Regions from separate parts of the Mus musculus genome. Here region 2 is linked to region 1. Evidence: chromatin contacts called from public promoter capture Hi-C data. All regions are on one chromosome and are shown on one strand. Each heading gives the region's core, a stretch centred on a gene start, on an enhancer-like site or on the middle of the called end of the contact. The rest is flanking DNA. Distances are from core to core; before and after follow the strand shown.

Region 1 (3,412 bases), core at 150-2,649:
TCCAATTAATGTTAGGACTCCGCCCAGTGATGAGCCCAGGTTGGTGGAGAGGCCCCGCCCACCAGGCCTATACATAGCCTGATGCTTAGCAAACAGTCACGATGAGCAGCTGGATGGGCGAGTTATTGACTGAAGCCCCAGTAATTACCGGTTTACACTTCTCTTGAGTGTTTTCCCAGGGGTGCCCTCAACACATCTCCCATTTGCCTTGTCTGTCAGCAGGCTCCTTCCTGCTCACCAAGTCTATAAATAATACCCAAACTTACTCTTTGTTATTATTCTTCCTCTTTCTTTGTTTCTTTCTTTTGTTTGTTTGTTTCTTTCTTTTGTGATTTTTTTTTTTCAAGACAGGGTTTCTCTGTGTAGCCCTGACTGTCCTGAAACTTGCTCTGTAAACCAGGCTAGCCTCAAACTCAGGAATCTGTCTCTCTCTGCCTCCTGAGTGCTGGGATCAAAGGCGTGCACCCCCATGTCTGGCTACACACTTGCCTTTTTGATCCTCTTTGTGTGTGTGTGTGTGTGTGTGTGTGTGTGTGTGTGTGTGTGTGTGTGTGTGTCTTCTTTGGCTTGATTTTTTTCTCTCTCTCTCTCACATGTATCATATGTAAAACAATGTAACTAACTTGTTGCATACTTTTACTGTCGGGGCTTGAGGATGTAGCTCAGCTGTAGAGCAGCTTGCCCAGTGTGCACAGAGCCCAGAATTCCATCTCTTGAATCATGCAAGTTGGACATGGCTGTACACGCCTGGAATCCCAGCACTGAGGCGGTGAAGGCAGGCAGATCAAAGGACGCCCTTAAACTGCATAGTAAGATCAAGGCCAGCCTGAGCTACATGAGACCCTGCCTCAAGCAAACAGATAAGTCAACTGAACTTCTGGCCAGCAGAGGAAAAGAACACTCAGCAATGTCACATGGTTTTGCTACAGCCACAAGCCACCCTTTGTTTAACCATTTTCCAGGGTTTAGAGCTGTTATGGGACTAGGCATTGGGGAGGGGGGGGAGGTGTCTCCTAGCTAGGTGACCTGGTCATGGTAGAGATGGCACCCAGAATCAACACAGGTAAACGGCAAGACCAAGCTGCAGACCCTCACAGAGCATGTCCTCCCTGCTCTGACCGTGACCTGCAGTTGTTACAGAGAGGGACTGCATCCCAGGTCCACCTGCACAGTGTTCAAAGTGCCCAGCAGGCATGAATGTAAGAGCACTTAGGTGTTGTGTTGCTTTTTTTTTTTTTTTTACTGGGATTGTAGGCACCTGAATACAGGAAGAGACGCGTTTCCATAGGGCAGGCAGGGGCGGGGAGGACTCCTCCTGGCGTGTGTTTGTCCTGCTCTGTGTATTCAGCCAGCAGGCCTAACAAGGAAGCAAAGGGCACAGGGCCAGGCTCTGCAGCTAGTCTGAGACTGGGCAGCAACCGCTGAAGACGCAGGACCCTGAGCAGAACCAACTGTTGGAAACTGTGGGGGACCCAAGATACTCCCACCGACTTACCAGGTAACTGCCTCCAGACTCTTGAAGCTCCGCTGGAGTGTCTATTGCTCATGGTGTGGGGTCAGATAGAGGGTAGAATTTGACCCCATCTCTTACTCACTTGCTGTGTGGTCTTGGGCATGTGGAGTCTTGGTTTTCCTGTCTGTGAAATGGGACTTAGAGACTGCTCTTCGTAAAAAGCATCAGTGGCTGTGTGGACCTTGTTGGGTTGGATCAGCACAATGCACTCTGGTCTCTGTGGAGCAGTGGAGGGTCATCACAGGCTGAGGACCAGTGTCAGGCCAAGAATCTCACAGCCAAGCAGGCTTCAAATCTGTGGCTACAGGTGTTGTCTAAGGACCCGAGGAGACAGGGGGAGAGGCTCTTTAAGTGTCCACTGTGGGTCTGACTCTTCTATCTGGCATGTACTAAATTCAAGGCCTTGGGTTTTCCCATCACCCTCTGAACCATTTTGCTGCCTGGAAAATCCAGGATGCTCAGAGGATGGTCTCCATCCTGTCACAAGCTGGTCGGGTACCTTGGGGTCAGATTCCTTCAGCTTTATGGGCCTCTACTTGCTTGTCTGTACAATGGGGATCACCCCAAGTCTGAACTCAGTTTAGATGGCAAATGCACATGAAAGCCCATACATGTAAGAAACTTCAGTCTGTGTCAGGTGGCATCCACATTCCAATGCAGAGAACGAGGCTGGGGAGAGGGCTGGGGACTGGTCCCGAAGCTGCAGGGTGGGTGCTGTTGGATCCAAGTGACAGCCAAAAGGAGGGAAGCTGTGTTCACAAGGGACACCATAAGATTCAGTCGTCAAGACCAGCTAAAGCTGGGGGTGGTGGCACTCAGGAGGCAGAGGCAAGAAGGTCCCTGGTTTAAGGCCAGACTATTCTATGTGGCAAGTTCTAGACCAACCAGAGGGATATAGTGAGACCTTGTTGCAAACAAACAAACAAACAAACAAAGGCTGGAGAGGTGGTTCAGCATTTCAGAAACCATGTTGCTCTTGCAGAAGACCTGAGTTCTGTTCACAGCATCCATGTGACAGCTCACAACCATCTCTGTGATATGATGCCCTCTTCTGGCCCCTGTGAGCACTGCATGTGCATGCATACATATACATACATACATACATACATACATACATACATACATACATATGGGCAAATACTCATACACATAAAATAAAAACAAATTTTTAAAAGTTAAAAATATATAAAAGTAAAAAAATATATATAAAAGTATAAAAAAGGCAAGTACATCTTAAGACAAAATTCACAAGGTGAAAATTAATGCAAGACAATCTTTGATTAACAAAATCTCAATTCAGTAAAAATAAGACCAGAGACAGCATTAATCTTGATTTTCAAAAGCTGTGTTAAAGGGATTGGGGATTAAGGGTTTAGCTCAGTGGTAGCCTAGCAAACATGGGGCCTTGCATTCCACCCTCAACAATGTAGAAAAAAACAGTCAAAAAGGAGGCTCACACCCATAACCTTGCACTGAGGCAGAAGGATTGCAGTGAGTTGGAAGCCAGGCTGTTACATGGTATATTTCAACCTGCACAGTACTGTGAGAGCCCTCCTCAGAAAAGAAAAAGAAAGAGCCCTGCTTCATCCTGATGCCCGGGATTCTTGCCTTTCCTCGCACCTGAAGCCACTTCACCCTGGTTCCAGCCCTGCCGTGATCTGCTGCCCTCAGCCCTGGGCCACGTGACCTCTTTCCCAACACAAGACATGAGAAGGTGTGCGCAGTGGCTCCAACCTGAGAGAGAACGGCAGGGAGCCAGCTCTGACCCAGACATTTTTATTTACTTTTTTCCCCCCAAAGAACTCTAAGACCCTCAGGAACGTATGTATCTGGTTTTGATTGGTTTTAGTGTCTTGACAGAGTCTCACTGTGAGAACCAGGCCGGTTCCAAGCTCAGCA
Region 2 (3,135 bases), core at 460-2,959, 100 kb before region 1:
ACAATTAGAAAGTCAACATTTCTGCAAGAGGCATATTCCCATGAAAAGCAATCCTTACATACACATATACGCATAAGTCTGGCTTCCTGCTTTAGTCTGGGTTCGGTGTGGAGTAGAGCTCATGACCCAGGCTTAAGCAAGCAAACCACTCTATCTCCTTAATAATCGACAGACTTGTGGACAAGTGACCCGAGCTGGTCCAATCAGAACGAATCTCTAGTTTCTCCAGGAAGACAGTTGTTTTGAATGCTTGCACCCAAATTGATAAGCAGATGTGGCCACCAAGGCCATCTCTCCATGATGACAGAAGAACTCGGAAGAAGCCCCTGGGTTCTGATGCTTGTCATCTAGGAATGAAGCCAGAAAGCTGACGGGGGAGGCTTGCAATCTCTGCCACCAGCACGAGGTCTAGCCCCTCCCTGCATGGTTGGTTATGCGTGGCAGTAAAATTCCTTCTGAGTTTTGGCCAGCACAAGGAGAAAATTCTGCCTGGTTGTTTGCCTAGATCACATTCAAGTGTCTTCATATCTTCAAGACCTTTAAGAGGACAGCTATTCCACTGGTCAGATACCTTGAAGAGTCCCATTAACACCTCCTAGCATCTCGATTATAGCAGGAGATGCTGTTGGCAGCCAATGCAGAGATGAAAGAATACCCACTAAGATAACCATGGTAGCAACAGCCAGGCATGGAGCAGCGGCTGTGCACTGGGTTCTGTTGACATATACGGTATCTCGTTATACCCCCTTTTTTCCTTCTGTAATTAGGAAAGTAGTTACAAGGCAAATTCTAGGTCTCAACATTTAAGGCTCGAGGAGTGTTTCTGCTTCTTTCTACCAATGAGATTGTTTTCAAGGTGTCTTGTATTTAAAGTATTTATTTATTTTATGTATGTGAGTGTTTTTTTTTTCCTTCATGTACATCTGCACACCAAACATGTGCTTGGAGCCATAGGACCTTCTGCAACAGGAGTTACAGAGGACTGTGGAGAACCAAACCCGGATCCCCTGTGAGAGCAGCATGTGTCCTTAACCACTGAGCCATCTCCCTGCCCAGGTGATCTTACTTAGACTCTCCATGCTTCAATTTCACTGCCAAATGGGATGATGATTTGTGGAGCTGAGAGCCAGGGATGGTGGCACACACCTGAAATCCCAGAATTCCACAGGAGTGCGGGAGGGCTGGGAGTTCAAGGTCATCCCTGGTAACACAGGAAGTCTAGAGGCTAGCCTGAGCTATAAGAAACCCTGTGTCCTTCCGAGAAAAGGGTGTGGCTTGGGAGGTTAGTCAGTAAAGCCCTTGTATGTATGAGATCTGGAGTTTGGACCCACAGCAACCACATATATAGCTGGGCACAGGTGCCTGCAGTCCCAGCACTGGACAACTGGAGACGGAATTCCTGGAGCTCACTAGCCTGGTCAGTCTAGAAACAGGCCAGAGTCATTGTTTGGTCTGTAGGATCTGATTTTAGGATCATCTTATTATTAGCAGGGCGACTAGATGGAGCTCTCGGATTCTTCAGTGTTGCCCGGTAGGCTGGTGCTGCTGTCTGTTCAAATGCTAAATCCTGTACCCCAAGATTTCCCGAAGACTAGCAAATTACCATGTACACTAGCTTTTGTTGTGCAAACTTAGCCGCCCAACGGAAAGCTATTGGTTAAATAAGAATGGCTACAGCCAATTACTGGGGAGAATAGAGAGAGGTGGAGTTTGTGTTACCGGGACAATGAGGAGAAAAAAGAAAGGAGGAGGAAGAAGGAGTAGACAGTGATCTCCATTGGCCATTGGAAGTGATGGACTGGGAGCACGTAGCCAATCGAGATGGACCCTGAGGACAAGATGGTGGAGCAGAACTAACCCAGGGCACAGCTGGGAATCTACACTCTAGCAAATAGAAATATAGATTAGAGGTGATCCCCCAGTGATTGCGCAACGCTAAATAAATAAATAAATAAATAAATCATAGTTTGAGTCTCATTCATTTGGAAGCTAGATGGGGATAGTAAAAATTCTTAATCTGTACTTCATGGCAGGTGGGTAGCCTCCCTCAGTTCCTCCTCCTCCTCTTCCTCCTCCTCCTCTTCCTCCTCCTCCTCCTCCTCCTCTTCCTCCTCCTCCTCCTCCTCCTTCTCCCCCCACCCCCCCACACACACATCAGCTAACCAGCTTCATCAGAGTTAGCATGCAAGAGAAAAAGAAAGACAAGAACACCAGGAATGAGAGTCGTGGGTTGTCGAGGGAAGGAGACGTTTGTCTATACCACTGGTATGAAATTAAAACTGGTTCCGTTTGACTCTTGACTCATAGAGTCAGCCACTGTGAGGCTCAGTTCTCCTTTCTCTAAACTCTGTGTTATATAAAAGCTCCAAGGTCCCTCTCAGCCCCAACATGATGGCTGGGAGACCCCAAACATTACAGAGAGCACACCCGGAAGCCTCTTTGGACTCCAAAAGGGATCGATCCGACTGCGTTTGTTAATGCCACCTCCTATGGCCTTCGGTGCTAATAAAAGTCATAGTGAAGAAAGCAATCGGATGCTGCACGGGGTTCACCTCCTGGGACGCGAGGGGCCATGAGATCCAAAAGGGGGCCCGCTGTGGCCATATACCGCTTTGCAGCATCTGAGAAGGCGGGAACATGAGTTTCCAAAATTTAATTGAAATGGGAAGATTTTATTAGTTTACCCGCAAGTGTCAATAAACACTGGTGCCCAGCAGCCAGTTCCCTGCGAGCCAGCAGCGGCGCTGTCACGAGGTTAATAACTTCCCTGCTTTATGGACAGGCGGACCCTCTCGGACTGCCTGCCGTGCAGTTTGTTTAGATGTTTTCCTGACCGTATTTTCAAAAGCTCTATCTGTTATTTATTTATTTATTTTGAACTGCTTTCCTTTTGAGCGTCTTTGCAATAATCTCTTTGAAGTCACCATAGCATGGCAACTAAACGCCAGAGTTAACAACTCCCTGGTGGTGCATTTTCTTTAAAAATCCTTGAAATGCTTATTTATTTAAAGGGACCCTCCTTTAGACAGAAGATAGGAAACATTGTTGAATAATGCTGTTTGATCGAAGGTCTGAGATAGGCAAGATTTGATTTAGTTTGCAATTAATTGGAAGGATTTTTGTCGGTGCACGTGG

Evidence for each region. Promoter capture Hi-C pulls out the DNA fragments that hold promoters and counts their contacts.
Region 2: a contact with region 1 is called in a promoter capture Hi-C map of embryonic stem cells, with 3 times the contacts expected there. The contact joins the enhancer-like site here to the promoter of Bcas1 in region 1. A contact is called at or near these places in 2 of 39 promoter capture datasets (embryonic stem cells and macrophages).

Annotation. Positions count from the first base shown.
Region 1 is chr2:170,425,832-170,429,243 of GRCm38.p6, reverse strand. Bcas1 (breast carcinoma amplified sequence 1) reads left to right here and starts at 1,399. Exons shown (of 13, transcript NM_029815.2): 1 at 1,399-1,498.
Region 2 is chr2:170,528,560-170,531,694 of GRCm38.p6, reverse strand. No RefSeq gene overlaps it. Among named protein-coding and RNA genes, the nearest start is that of Gm16796, 18 kb to the right of the region's middle. Within about 2 kb of position 1,709, at least 7 of the 459 cell types and tissues checked have an H3K27ac peak or open chromatin away from gene starts, as enhancers often do. A contact at or near this core is called in embryonic stem cells, where this site is marked.